2 separate regions of the Gossypium hirsutum genome follow, and region 1 is linked to region 2. The links are chromatin contacts, called in public Hi-C maps. All regions are on one chromosome and are shown on one strand. Each heading gives the region's core, a stretch centred on a gene start, on an enhancer-like site or on the middle of the called end of the contact. The rest is flanking DNA. Distances are from core to core; before and after follow the strand shown. Region 1 holds the start of LOC107914336. Region 2 holds the start of LOC121208267 (short-chain dehydrogenase ptmH).

What was found. Hi-C and Micro-C count contacts between places; a contact is called where the count stands out from the background.
Region 1: a contact with region 2 is called in a Hi-C map of leaf, with 2.1 times the contacts expected there. The contact joins the promoter of LOC107914336 here to the promoter of LOC121208267 in region 2. A contact is called at or near these places in 2 of 34 Hi-C or Micro-C datasets (both in leaf).

Annotation. Positions count from the first base shown.
Region 1 is chrA10:17,643,379-17,650,400 of Gossypium_hirsutum_v2.1, reverse strand. It overlaps LOC107914336, which reads right to left and starts at 5,754. Exons shown (of 1, transcript XM_041078497.1): 1 at 4,939-5,754. The coding sequence starts at 5,754. The coding sequence ends at 4,939.
Region 2 is chrA10:17,382,575-17,390,067 of Gossypium_hirsutum_v2.1, reverse strand. LOC121208267 (short-chain dehydrogenase ptmH) reads left to right here and starts at 3,168. Exons shown (of 1, transcript XM_041078807.1): 1 at 3,168-4,944. The coding sequence starts at 3,449. The coding sequence ends at 4,288. LOC121208268 (thioredoxin-like protein AAED1, chloroplastic) reads left to right here. Exons shown (of 7, transcript XM_041078808.1): 1 at 1-337; 2 at 444-490; 3 at 594-708; 4 at 1,412-1,456; 5 at 1,724-1,783; 6 at 1,883-1,978; 7 at 2,071-2,437. The coding sequence starts at 44. The coding sequence ends at 2,190. LOC121208266 (a long non-coding RNA gene) reads left to right here and starts at 7,098. Exons shown (of 2, transcript XR_005903230.1): 1 at 7,098-7,284.

The DNA of each region.
Region 1 (7,022 bases), core at 4,505-7,004, 260 kb before region 2:
GTAAATTTACCTCAATGAATCTTTGATTTTGACATCTAGCTTTTTCCTGATCTTTGGACACAAGATTCCTTTAATTTTCTCATCTTTTTCTTTCTTCTTAACAATCAACAACATAATCTTGGTCCTAATTGTTTCCATCATTGTCAGAATAGGTTTCCCTCTTACTTCCAATGTCACCTACTAGTAAGCAATATAAAAGATTAGTGAACTGCATGTACTTAATGATTAGTAAGTAACATAAAAAAATAGGAGTTTACCTTGTTAAAGCATTCAGAAAGATTATTTACCAACATGTCAGATTGACTCCTAATTGAGAAGTGGGACCTTGACCAATGAGTAGGGTTCCTTTCCTTCAACCAATCATAAGCATGCTGATTGGTATTCTTTAGTTCAACCATGACATTCTCAAAATCCCTTTGAGTGCTTGCTCTGGCAACTTATCAAAGCAAATCTTTCAATTCTTTTGTTTGGAAACCAGCTTTCTTAGAATTGGCATGTAGGTGTCTAACACAGTATCTTGTTTCTACATTAGGTAAAAATATATATTGCTTCTAAAAGTCCCTGCAAATAGAACAAATACATTTTAATTATTTGACATACCATAAACCCTAAATAGAAGCAACATAAAACAAAATAGACAAATAGAGTTTTGCCTTCTGTTTATCAGACATGAAAGATATCTGGTATGAGCTCACAATTTCCAAGTCTAGCACGAGCAAATCCAAGAACCAGAGCCATGATGCTTGGTTTTCACTTTCAACAGTAACATATGCAATAGGATAGATTCTATTATTTGCATCTATCCCAACAACTGCCAGTAGGTAGCCACCAAAGTAGCCATTCTAGAAACATCTATCTAAAGCTATTATCCACCTACAACCAATCCTATAGCCATCTTTGCATGCCTACAGACAGACATACATCCTTTGAAACAACCTGTTATCCAAATAACAGATTGTTGTTGTCCCCTCATTTTGAGCCCTAACCTCCAAAAAATACTCATAAATCTTATCATATTGAGTCTTATGAGCTCCTTCAATTAATTTCAATACCCTAAGTTTAGCCTTTCTAATTTGGTTAGTGAGACAAGGCAAAAGAAATCTTTTTTACATCTTGTTACAATGATGTCAAAGAATAATCAAGATCAATAATGAATTTTTCTTTATAATGTTGACCTATCCAAGCTGAGGTTACATTCTTATTTTTATAGACTTTAGAGCAAGTATGGTTAGGGTTTGAACTCCTAATTTGCCAAGTTTAGCTAATAGGGTCATTAGAGTTTAGTCTAGAGGCCCATATGAACCAAGAACATTTTTCACTGTAGACTACCTTTAACCTCTTTTGATCATTTTTGGAGAACTTAATAAAATAACTATTCAACCTACCATACTGGTTAGTAGCTTCTTTTAGACTGTCTTTGGACTTAAATAACATTTGAATATGAAGTTTAGGATTACTCATGTCATTGTTCGGGTTGAACTCAGGCCAATTTTTAGCCATTTGAGTCAGATTCATGTGCACTATCTAACTTCTCAGAATCATCACTATCACACTATTCCCCTATTTCTATATCATCCATGTTTAAACCATCTAGATTAACCATTATCCTATTAGACACATCACTATCAGATACATCATTAACAAACACATCGCTATCAGACACATCAAAATCAAACATTTTTTCTTCACTCTCATTAAAATTATCATCAATTAAACCTACCAAACAAATTTATAGTCAATAAAGGCAGACAACAACCAAACAATTTAATACAACATCACAGACAGTAGCCAATACAAAAACAATTTAACACAAACACAACCATTTTTTTCATGCACATGGCAGGCAATAACCAAACACTTTAACCCTAAACCTAAGCAATGGCAAACAATAACGAATACAATATAAAAGCTAAAGAATAAATTTAATCCAATTGATATTTGAACTAGGAACAGATTTGTCTCTTAATAACCAAACAATAACCAAACTTGATATTGTTTGATACAAACAATAAACATGACACACAACATCATGCACATGCACATGCACACGACATACACAACATTAGTTTGATACAAACAATAAACTTGACATACACAACATCAGTTTGATACAAACAATAAACATGACATACACAACATCATGCACATGGTATACCATACATAGTATCTACCATTCACTTTAATAAACAGACCCTAAACCCCATATGAATAACAAATGAAACCAAAATCAAAATAACCTTAAATCCAAAAAATAAAAAACTAAATATAGAAACTTACCCGTTACAATGGATGTAACAACATTGGCAGTTTCTCTTTTATTGACTATTGTCGTTGAGAATCAAAAACACTGATAGGTTTCTTGTTTTGTCTTCTTTTCTCCCCAAACAAAAAATATCAATAGATTTCTAACCCTAGACCCTATTAATCGATTATCAAATTGATTTTCTAACCCTAAACCAACCTTGTTAATCGATTCTTGAATCATTTTCTAACCCAAATCCCTGTTAATTTTTTTCCCAAATCGATTTTCTTTTCCTCCTCCCCTTAATCACAATCAATTTATGTTTTTTTGCCCTAAACCAACCCAACTCTTCAGATTTTTTCCCTAAACTCGTGTCAAACCTTGAACCTTCCACTGCTTCACCAACATGGCAAGTTAACTGGCCACACTAGCCAGTCAACTTGCCACATCAGCGGTCTCGTTAAGACAGTAACAGAAAATGTTAATAAGTGATTGATTTGTCACTTTTTGATAAAGTTAGTGATTGTTTTGTTATTTTTCTAAAGTTGAGTGACTAAAATGAAACCTAGGTGACTGTTGGTGTACTTTACCTTTTATTTAATCATAAAATATCTATTAATAAAAATTTATGTTTTATTATTTTTAATAGCAAATGAGTTATTTAAACAAGTTTAGGCTCTCCAAATAAGATTTGACAAGGGTTTAGACATTTTTAAGTTATAATATGATCGGATCCGATTCATAAATATATTTAATTCTCAAAAAGAATTTGACATGTTAGGTGAGGAACATCTTGTTGAATGGCATGGAACATGTATCAAGGTTCCTTTGGATCTTGGTTTGAAGGCTCGGTATATTGGTTTTGGGTGAGATCTCACTATGGGGCAAGGCTTGCTTAGGGATGGCAATTAAGATATTTGTAGATAACCAATACATTTTTTGCATATTAGGATAATATTTGGATTCACATTTTAAATTTATTGTCTGTTGAGAATGGGAAGCAGATACAAATAGATACTTTTGATATTTATCATCGGAATCCACACAGCTTCTTCACATAGTGAATGTGGATTTTGATATCCAAATCCTCTAGTTATAAAATGCTTATAAAAAGAATTTTATTAGATTCAACTCGAACTTTTTCAAATTTAAATATCTAAAACAATGATTAAAAATTTTGAAAATGTTTTTTTTAAATATCGTACGGATAATAGTATTTAATTTGGATTTGAATAGTACTATTGGGATAATTTACGAATAATTTTTTTTTGGAATTTTAGGCAAAGTTGTGGACTCAAATTCGGATAATTTAAAAAAATGTTGATATCCAACCCAAAACTTTTCGATCGAGCCTATTGGTCTATTTGTGTGAAATAACGGGTGAAGTTTAGGGGAGAAAGTAGAGGTGTTCATGAGTTGAGTCGAGTTTGGATTGGGCCTAGACATTGTATTAACATACACTTTATGTTTGCCCAAGCCCAGTCCGACCCGAAATATAGGTCTAAAATTTTTCTCAAACCTATAAATGACCAAGCCTATCTTAGGTCTATCCATATTACTTTTTTTTTAAATGTTATTTTATTTTAATATTTAATAAATTTATAATTTTAATTATTAAAATTTTATATATAGTCATATTGTTATTTTTTGTAATGTTCACATTATAGTAATTGTTAACCAATAAGGTCAACAAGGAAAGAAGATAAATGTAGGATAAAGGAGTGAAGGATGAAAGTCAGGAAGAGATTTATGTTTTCCTAGGAGAGAGTTTGGAGATTTAGGATAAGAAAAAGTCCCACGTGAGCTATTTGTATGACCATTTTATAGTGGGTGACAAACTTAGCTACGTGTTCTAAGATTGTTGATGTGGAAGTCTGATTTAATACCCTTAACAGTGACAGTAACGATAACGTGATGTCTCAGGATAAGACATGTTAGAGCGACTAGCAATCAATTACTCTAAGTCTCTGTGTGGCCCTCACATAATCTTAGCAGAGCTATCCTTTCCAAAGTTTGTCAAGTTGGGGTTTGCGAACTAGCCTAGATTCTCAATGTGGTTGGTTTCATTGGGAGACACGTGTTCAGCTCTTTATAGATACATGGTCAGGTTCACAAGGTATGTTATAAGGTCCGCAAAGCCCATCACATAAGGTATAACAGTAATATTATATACTACTATAGATTTAATTTTTGTGTTATAAATTACATAATATATAAAAATAACATATATATATATGTATAACATTACAAACTTAAAGAAAACATGTCGAATTGGGTTGGACTCATGCCATGAATATTCAAACCCGATCTCATCTATATTTTAAACGAATCTAATTATTTTGCTAAGTTTATTTTTCAAGTCTAACATTTTTACTTAGTTCCTAGGCTGACATTCCGACTTGGTTATGTAAACTTTCCATGAAGTAGCTCGGAAACGGATTTAAATTGAGGCAAAGGTCGCATCAAACGCGGTATTTATTACTTAAGCTGATAATCCTCTATGTTGTACCAAATGGAGGTTATAAACATTCAAAGATACTTCAAATATATTTTTAAAAGATTCAAATATATTGGACTGAATACATACTGCTACCTAACCTTTATATATTGAATTCGAATGACATAGTTTACATGTGAAACCCAAAAGAAAGATCCTTTAACCATTCAAAGCGTTCAATGACGTGAAAACGCTTGCTTTACTTTTCTCTCCCTTTCTCTTTCATCTTTTTCATCTTCAATTCATGCTGCAGTTTCTTCTCTTCCATGGCAGAAACCAATATTCCGTTCTTTTTCTCACCCTTTTTGTTACGTTTGATGAAAACTACGTTGTTCAATGGAACTGTTTCAACTACATTAGCTGAGCATTTACATCCACTATACATCCCCATTATTCTCTTCTCTATGAAACCCTTGTTTAAATCTTGTTGCTTCTTTGAAACTTGGCCAACTTTCTTGTTTTTAACAACCTTACTGTTTCGGCTCACTGTATTTCTACGAACTTTCAAGTCTTGCAATTCAAGTACGGGTGCTCGGACCACACCTAACCTGAAACACCCCCACATTGACCATGTCTGGTTTCGAATTCCGACATTGACTGGTCGAATTTTCGACATGCTTACCTGCGGTTTGGGACTTGGATCTGTGCTGAGCTTGTTTCTGAAATTTATAGACTTGGAGGAGGAATTTGAAACTGCGATGGAATTAGTAGTATTGTTACTTCTGCTAACACTTGTGAAGCCACTTAATGAACCATGGTCCATGGACTCTGACCACCGGCACCCACTGTCAGACCAAACCAAGTCCCACAGGGGCAATATCTGGCCTTTAAAGAAGACCTGATCAGCTGAACACATTTTTGGGTCTGTTAATGAGCCAAAGTTGAAATCTTCATCGGTTCTAAATGCTTGGGGTTCACCATTTTCTTCATTCCTTGGTTGAACTTGGTTCTCCAATGGCAGATCAGATAGTGACAGTGCGTCTTCTTCATCACTGCTAATTGCTGTGCTTTCCATGGCTTCCAAAGTTGAAACAAACTGATACTTGTTGTAATTCAAGCAAGAAATGGTGCAGAAAGTGGGATTTTATAGGCAAATTTTGAATTGCAGAGAGAATCATAGGGTGGGGATTGAAATAGGAAGATAAATAGAACATGAAGAATCAAGGGGAAAATGCAGAATTGCAGTGCATTAGCCTTAGCTAGTATTCATGCTTTGATTCTCTGCAATATTCAAAGATGGGTACTGAGCATATGATTTCCAAACAATTGAATATATATATATAAATATATACATATATACCTACATCAATTTATGCACTCACATTCATTTTCTTCAATATTATTGTCGACTGTGGAGGAAAGTGTGGGGGCGGTTAGATTTTATGCTCTTGTGGGGCTAAAAGCTTAAACACAAAAACGTATGTTATGAAAAACCCAATGAGGTGTTGGTTGTGCTGGTAAAAATCGAGACACTGTAATTTGTGAACATTAAGTGCAGGTTTACATAGTTGAGTTTAGTAAGTAAATTATTTCGTTCAAATTAGTTAATTATAAGTTTTTTAAGAAGGGAATACCAAAATAATGAAATCTGGGAAGGAAAAGTAAACAATGGAATGGGAAATTAAGTTAATTCACTGGGTCGTCGTGTGACAGCAGAAACAAGTTATGGGATTCCATCTTATGAAAGGAATATATAATTGCGTATTTTAACCGTCGTTAATGGCATATACATCGTTGAGTGGAAATTTAAGTTGAAGTTTTCCAAAAATAAAAGACATTTAACCCATATTCAAATATATAAATAAATACTTTTTTTTAATATTTATAGATCGAATCATAGATGACTTGTTTTTGAGTCTTCAATTAAAAATAATTTCGACTATTTCTATTTCTTACCCTTCAGTACACATTTTAATCATATAAATAGACTAATCAAGATTAAAGAAGGTGGGTTTGGTTGGTGTTGTTTTTATTATGTAATTAATAAAAGAAAATTTGGATGTTAAATTTTATAGGGTCGGTGGCCTTGGCATTGGTTAAAGGGGAGTTTTATGTGGTGCAAAACAGGAGCTTTAAATTTTTTGAATGATGATGGCGAAGGAGAGACCTTTCAATTTAATAGACTGAATGCGACACTTTATTCCTTTGCTCTGCTCTAGAGGCCCATCTACCAGGAAAGAATTGACTTGTATTACATTATGGTTTTTTCTTTACCGGCTTCAGAAAAAAAAAAAAAGATTCAAGATCATGGATCATTTAAATTTTCATTTACTTTGAAACTTC
Region 2 (7,493 bases), core at 1,919-4,418:
CATTGCTCCGCGAAAAAAATAAAAAAACGAACTCCAAATTTCTATGGCGATGATGACTTGTTCAAGGATTTTTCTCTGTTATTCAACTCCAAGATCCCAATTCCCTACAGTCATTTCTTCTCCTTCTCACTTCCTTACTCCAAAGAAAGCTACCTATAAATCCACCAAACATATTACTTTGAACGCCAACGGTGGTAACTCTCGTTTCATGGCCCGAGTCTCTTCTTCCTCTGCCGCTGAATTCCCCACCAACATCGGCGATATGCTCAGCGAAGTTACCATTTTCACCGCTTCGGGTCAACCCGTTCTGTTCAAAGACCTCTGGGACCAAACCGAGGTAGTAATAATACTTATTTCTATGCTTGAATTTTCAATCCCTCTTGTTTAAAACAATAATTTCTGGGAACCCAAATTTCTTAACAAGCAGCTTAATATTGATTCAGGGAGTAGCGGTTGTTGCATTTTTGAGGCATTTCGGATGCTTTTGCTGGTATATATGTACATATTTAGGAGCCATCTTTGTTAATTTAAGAAACTAGATTTTCCGTTGGGTCTTTTCAGTGATAAATTTATATTATACTTGTTCTTGGAAGTTGGGAACTTGCTTCAGCTTTGAAAGAAGCAAAGCCAAAATTCGACTCAGCTGGTGTGAAATTAATTGCTGTTGGGGTTGGTACTCCTGATAGAGCTCGTATCCTTGCAGAGCGGGTACTTATGTTTTTTCCATTACTTTTTTTCTTTTTTTTGGTTTTCTTTTTTTTTTCTTTCCATTACTTGAGTTCTTCATGGTCTATTCGACAATCTAACTTATGAAAGCTTTAAATGGAAGACCATGAATTTTGAGTCTAACTTGTTTGCTCAATTAGCTGTTTGTAGCAGTTCGTGCTTCATCTTTTCGTCAGGGTTTCCCTTAATCGTTTATGTTACATAATTTGGAAATATGTTGTCAACTTTCAAGGCTTTAACATCTAAAGAAGCTTTGATAGAATAGTTTAACCTATGGTTATCGGACTATTCAGTTTTCCTAAACCATCCATATTTGGATATAGATGTGAGGTATGATCCTTCGAATATATGAAAAAGCTTAGAAAAATTTGGTGAACTTGTGCCGGATCCCATATCCAATACTTACCTTTGAGTCTAAGTAACATAGAGTTTAAACACTTGAAATGTCTTTTCATCTTTCTTATTCTCATATGATGAATCAGATAGGTTGTTACTAAAAATGTAACAATTGCATCTTTTGAGTAGATATGAATGTGTGATCTTCTTTCTTATGGAAATGGATTGAGCATGAAAATTGATTTGTTACTCATTGTAAAACCTAAGTTGAACTTGGCACTCTCGGTCATCCGTGTATTTCTGCATCTGCCTATGTCCTTTTTAACAATTGCATTCATGGAATTTGCAGGTACCATTTCCAATGGACTCCCTATATGCTGATCCTGAACGTAAGGTAACATGTTGCTAGTTTTACGTCTTGAGTGTGAGTATTGGGTGCGCATATGTGTCTGACATAGATATGTTCAATATTTATCAAGATTTCCATGTATTTGGAGGGTCTTTGGAGGATAATACCCTTATACCACTGTCTGGATATGTTTCGGAGATGTGTGTAAAACACAGGACAACTTATAGATATGTTTTACTTATTAATCATGCTCATTTAGTTGAATTTCCCTCTTTTTGTGATTGCAAGTGTTGAACATCTCTTCAATTTCAGGCATATGATGTTCTGGGTTTATACTATGGTCTTGGGCGCACATTTTTCAATCCAGCCAGTGTAAATTCCATTCTCAGCTTATAAGGAGTTACTTTTGTTGTTCATTGAGAGACGATGTCTCATTAATTGATTCATATAAAATTTCATATGTATGTACAGGCGAAGGTGTTCTCAAGACTTGACAAAGTGAAGAAAGCTATGGAAAACTATACCATCAAAGCAACTCCAGATGATACAAGCAGTGTCTTACAACAGGTTTCAGAATTTGCATCAACATTCTTCGTAATTGGTGTTTCAATTAAGATTAACCGGCTGATCATTCAGGTTTGATTTGGTTCTTTTATCAGGGAGGGATGTTCGTATTCAAAGGTAAACAGTTGTTGTACGCACGAAAAGACGAAGGGACCGGAGATCATGCTCCCCTAGATGATATCTTTGATGTTTGTTGCAAAACCCCTGTTGCATGAAGTGTTCCCTATGCTGTATATTCTTCGATCGTTCTAGGCAAGCCGGCTTCTGATATTGGTATGCTGCAAATTCTGGGTTATTGTTCCGGACACATCTTATTTGTAATCCAGGCTGCAAAATATTGCCTTCAATAATGTTGGAAATCCTACCTGGGATAGTTTGATATATGCAGTTTCTCATGTAAAGCGTGTTATGATAGGAGAAAGAAAATCTATGAAAGCCTTGATCAAAAGAAAGTTCAATTTATGCTATCAAGTGATAAAGTTTAAGGGCTGAAACTTATTAATTTGTTTTCATAAGGTTTTGCATATGAACTTAGAAACAAGTATGTTTTATTTATCACGCACAAATGTTATATTTGGACTTTTCTTGTATATGTGTGAGTTTAAGTTTCACCATACAGATTACTTACTAATAATTGAGCTTGTAAAATCCTTTAAAAAAATTAATGGTCAACTAAATTACAAAATAATAAGTTAAAATTTATAGTTAGTCTTTGTAATTTGACAAAATTTAAGATTTAATCTATATATTTAAAGAGATAAATATTAAGTTTATTTATTTATTTAAATATTTTTGTTTAGTTAATTTGAAGTTTGGATTAGACTAGTATGATTGAAAAAAAAATAAACATGATAAAGTTTTGACAAATGATAATGATTGAACTAGGATTTTTAAGTTGAAAAATTAGGAGGATTGAATTTTAACTTTTAAAGATAAGGACTAAATCTCCAATTCTATACAAGTGCAGGGACCAACAGCACATAATAACAACAATGCAATTCAGATAAGGCTTATGAGTTATGGGCCAGGCTAGGTCTATTTTAGGGCCATTTATGCTTTGGCAAACCAGCACTATGATTTAGGCCGTTGATTAAGTTTTCAGTTGGGCTTCCCGTAAGATTTGAAGAGATGAGATAGGAGGAATCCTTGATTTTTGGATCTGAATTGCATTATAATTTTTTAATGGTTGCGTTATGTGGAAAGAAAAAAGGTGTTGAAGATAAACTCTTATATATGTTAAAAGACAAAGATAAAAGGCCTATATGTATATAAGCTAACAAGCTAAGAAGCTCTAATTTTGCCGGCCAATTTGCTTTGAGCAAGCATATGCGTTAAGGCATATTCTTCATCTAGATTTATGAAATAAACAAGAAAAGCAAAGCCTTGTCGTATCCGACAGTCTGCCTCACCAACAATCTTTTATAAATGAAACATTCTTAATATAATCAAAGAGGAATACGAACACGACCTAAAATGCATGAGCCAAAGGTTGTTCTAGTCACCGGTTGTGCAAAAGGTGGCATTGGATTTGAGTATTGCCGGGCATTTGCCGAGCAGGATTGCCGGGTCATCGCCTCCGATATCCCTCAACGCAAGGATGACATGCTAGATTTCGGTTCTGATAAAATCGAAATGGAAGAGCTTGATGTTTCATCAGACGAGAGCGTATCATCAGTTGTGAATGGTATTATATCCAAGTACGGTCACATTGATGTGCTTGTAAATAATGCTGGTATAGGAAGCACCGGACCGTTAGCCGAGCTTCCGTTAGATGCAATCAGGAAAGCTTGGGAAATCAATGCACTGGGGCAGTTAAGAATGGTGCAACAAGTTGTGCCTCACATGGCGTCGAGGTGTCGGGGAGTTATAGTTAATGTAGGGAGCATCGTTGGGAAGGTGCCGACACCATGGGCGGGGTCATATTGTTCTAGCAAGGCTACAGTCCATGCCATGACCAACAGTTTGCGAGTTGAATTAAGGCCCTTTGGCATCGATACGGTGCTTGTGATGCCTGGTTCTGTGAGATCGAATTTCGGAAACTCTAGCCTCGAGAGGCTGGGAAACCATGATTGGAAACTTTATAAGGAATTCAAGGAGGCGATTGCAGAGCGGGCCAGGGCTTCGCAAGGTTCAAAGGCAACGGATGCAACTATGTTCGCAAGGCATGTAGTGAAGAAGGTTTTGAGTCCTAAACCACCAAAGCAGATAGTGTTCGGTCACATGACTGGCTTGTTTGCTGTTCTTTCATTGTCCCCGCTTTGGGTTAGAGATATGTTTTTTCGAACTCGTTTCAATTTAAATAAGAAAATGTAATTGATTATAATTACTTGAACATAAATATCGGATACAAATATATGTCCGATATATATTTTTAACAAAAAATATCCAACACAAATACTTAAAAAACTGTACTAATGAAATTAATTATAAATTAATTACTGGTATTGCTATGTTTATGAATCACTGGTATCTATGAAATTGCACAAAAATGTACAGACTTTCCTTTTAATGGTGATATTAAGGAATTGCAAAAATTTTGATATTCAATTTTCAAAAACTTCGAAAAACAAAAAGAATTTAACAAAATTATTCTCAAGTCTAAGTAATATAACTTATATGTAATGGAATTTCATTTCAACCTTTTAAAGGTTTTACGGTCACACCATTGAAACGCCTCTCATGGTTTCTTTGCAAACTGATGGGAGATTTAAACATCTCATTTGCTATTTATATCAATTTTTTTAAATATATTTATGGCATAATTTTGTTCTTAATCTAGTTCATGACTATGCCATAATCTACTTGTTTATTGTATAAAGGAAACAAGCATCACATTTCAACAAAATCTTATATAATTTTTTTAAAATTTTGTTACATAAAATTTTTACTGACATTATATCTGTCAAAACCATTTTTTTGAAAACGGGAAATCGACTTTTGAAAACGAAAAGTTAGGAGTCGCCACCAATCCTTTTTGTTTAGGTGTGATCGAGTCACCCTGTGGTTGATTATTTTAATAAAATATTTTGATTTATTAAAACAACATTTTTGGTCTACGAAAAACTAGAAAATGGATTCGGGAGTCAGTTACGCACGAGGAAGGATTAGCACCCTCGCAACGCCCAATATCGGTACCGTATTGATCGATTAATATCCTAATGTTGAAATTTTGAAAAAATTTTAAAATACAATCTTTAAAAACGCTTGGATAACTTGAATTGGATATTGAGATTCTCTCGCTTAGAAGAAATAAAATATTACGTCCAGCACGATTAGATACAATATTTCGAAACCTCGACACAAGATCATCTCAAGATTTCCAAAACACATGCACTTAAAATTTTTAAAAAGAATATTTGACTATTCGGCCAAACGGTAAATTGAAACCCAGCACGATTGGGCACGATTTATCGAATTTCCAAATACGAAACATTGCCTCATTTTAATTTGAGAAAACATGGATGAAATGTCGGAAGGATATTCCGTATCTTAGCCGAATAAAAAAACAAAACCCAACACGATTGGGCACGATCTCTCAAACTTCCAAACACGGAATATTGCATCATTTTAGTTTAAGAAAACGTGGATGAAATTTTAAAAAAGATATTCCATATTTTAGTCGAATGGAAAATTGAAGCCCAGCACGATTAGGCAGGACTTCCCAAAACTTCCAAACACGAAATATTGCCTCGTTTTATTTTAAGAAAATGTGGATAAAATTTCAAAAAGGATATTTCATATTTTTAATCGAATGGAAAATTGAAACCCAGCATGATTGGGTACGACTGCCCAAACTCCCCAAATACAAAATATTACCTCGTTTTAATTTTAACAAAACATGGATGAAATTTCAAAACGATATTCCGTATTTTAGCTGAACGAAAAATCAAAACCTAACACGATTGGGCACGATTTCTTAAACCTCCAAACACGAAATAATTCCTTAAGTTGAGAGAGTAGGAGTTGACAATGATAAAAGTCGAGTTAAAACGTACTTGTTTGATTTGTTTAGAGATAAATGGCTATCGACATTTAAAAAATATGGGAATTACAATCATGTTGCATTACCAAGAAATTAAACATAATCATATGCACCAAATCTAATTACTGATGGCAGACACATGATGTGCAAAACCATACGAAGATTTGGAGTCAATGCAATATAATCGATTTAAAGGCTATTAAATATGTACAGGAAAAATACACATGCTAGAATTTGAAATAATTTGTATGTACATAAAACTAATAATATATGGTCAATTCTTTAAATATACAACATGTAAGAAGTAATTCGAAATAAATAATATGTTACAAAAATTCAAATGAAACGACTCGATTTAACTAATTATGTATATGCATATGAAGACGAAAAATTAATGTAAATAATATATACACAGAATTACTAAAGTATTTAAAATAAATAAACAGTTTAAGCTAGGATGCTCAAAAGAAGATTAACTTATACATAAATAAATTTAAAAGGAAAGAAAGGAAAAAAAATACCTAAATAAATTTAAAAGATATTTGCATGAAATAATATAGTCCAACAGTGTGTACTTAAAGTATAAAAAAGCTATGTATACGTGCACACAATAGTACTAAATTAAAATCATATAAAGACGTAGAAATATATGTGTTAAAGGGGAGTTTAAAATAGATAAATTGTAAAGTAAAACCATTTTTAACACACACAAAAAAAATATAAAAATAAATGAATGAAAATATAAAATAACCAATTAAAACCAGTAAAGTCTGCAAAGACAATTTCTAAAAGATGACTAATGAAACAATTTTAAAAACAAATAATAAAAAAGGTATACTGAAATAACAAATATTCAATTGAAATAAAAAAAATAGTGATGAAACATAATTAAGGATTCAAAAAGATAATGCGCGTAAACGAAAAGGGATTGAAAATACAAATAACCCAACTCCTCAAACGTGATGCCTCAAAACGGGCCAAAATGCAAAAGCACGAGAACTTTGGGCAAAATTTAAAAAACGAATTAAATGTGAATAGGGTTAATTAAAATATGAGGTAAAAAGGGGGGCCAAGTATGCAAATAACCCCACAAGCCCAAAATGCATGGATCATAGCACCCCAAACGGTGCCATTTAAAATGCAGTACAAAAAGTCTTCCTTTTTTTAAACCAAAATTCATTTGGTTTCTGCCATTTTTGAAATAGAATATGGCAACCCCTTTTTCCCCAATCTGCTAGGGCTTGCACCCTATTTTGGTGCACCAAAAATGGAGGGTCATCGGCACCCTCATGCCGTTGCCTCCGGTGCCTATCCACGGCGAACCCAGGTAAGTCTCCTTTCCTCCGATTTTACTTTTATTTTTTAAAAAAAAACAGTTTATAAATGGAAAACATTAAACGAAAATCAGAAAAGAAACAGGAAAAAAAAACACCTCTTTAACCTTTAATCTGACTTTTGTTGATGACTATTGCTTGTGTATTCTCTGCTGTGGGTAAAAAAATCGGGAAAAAAACCATCACTTTTACATTTGTTTTG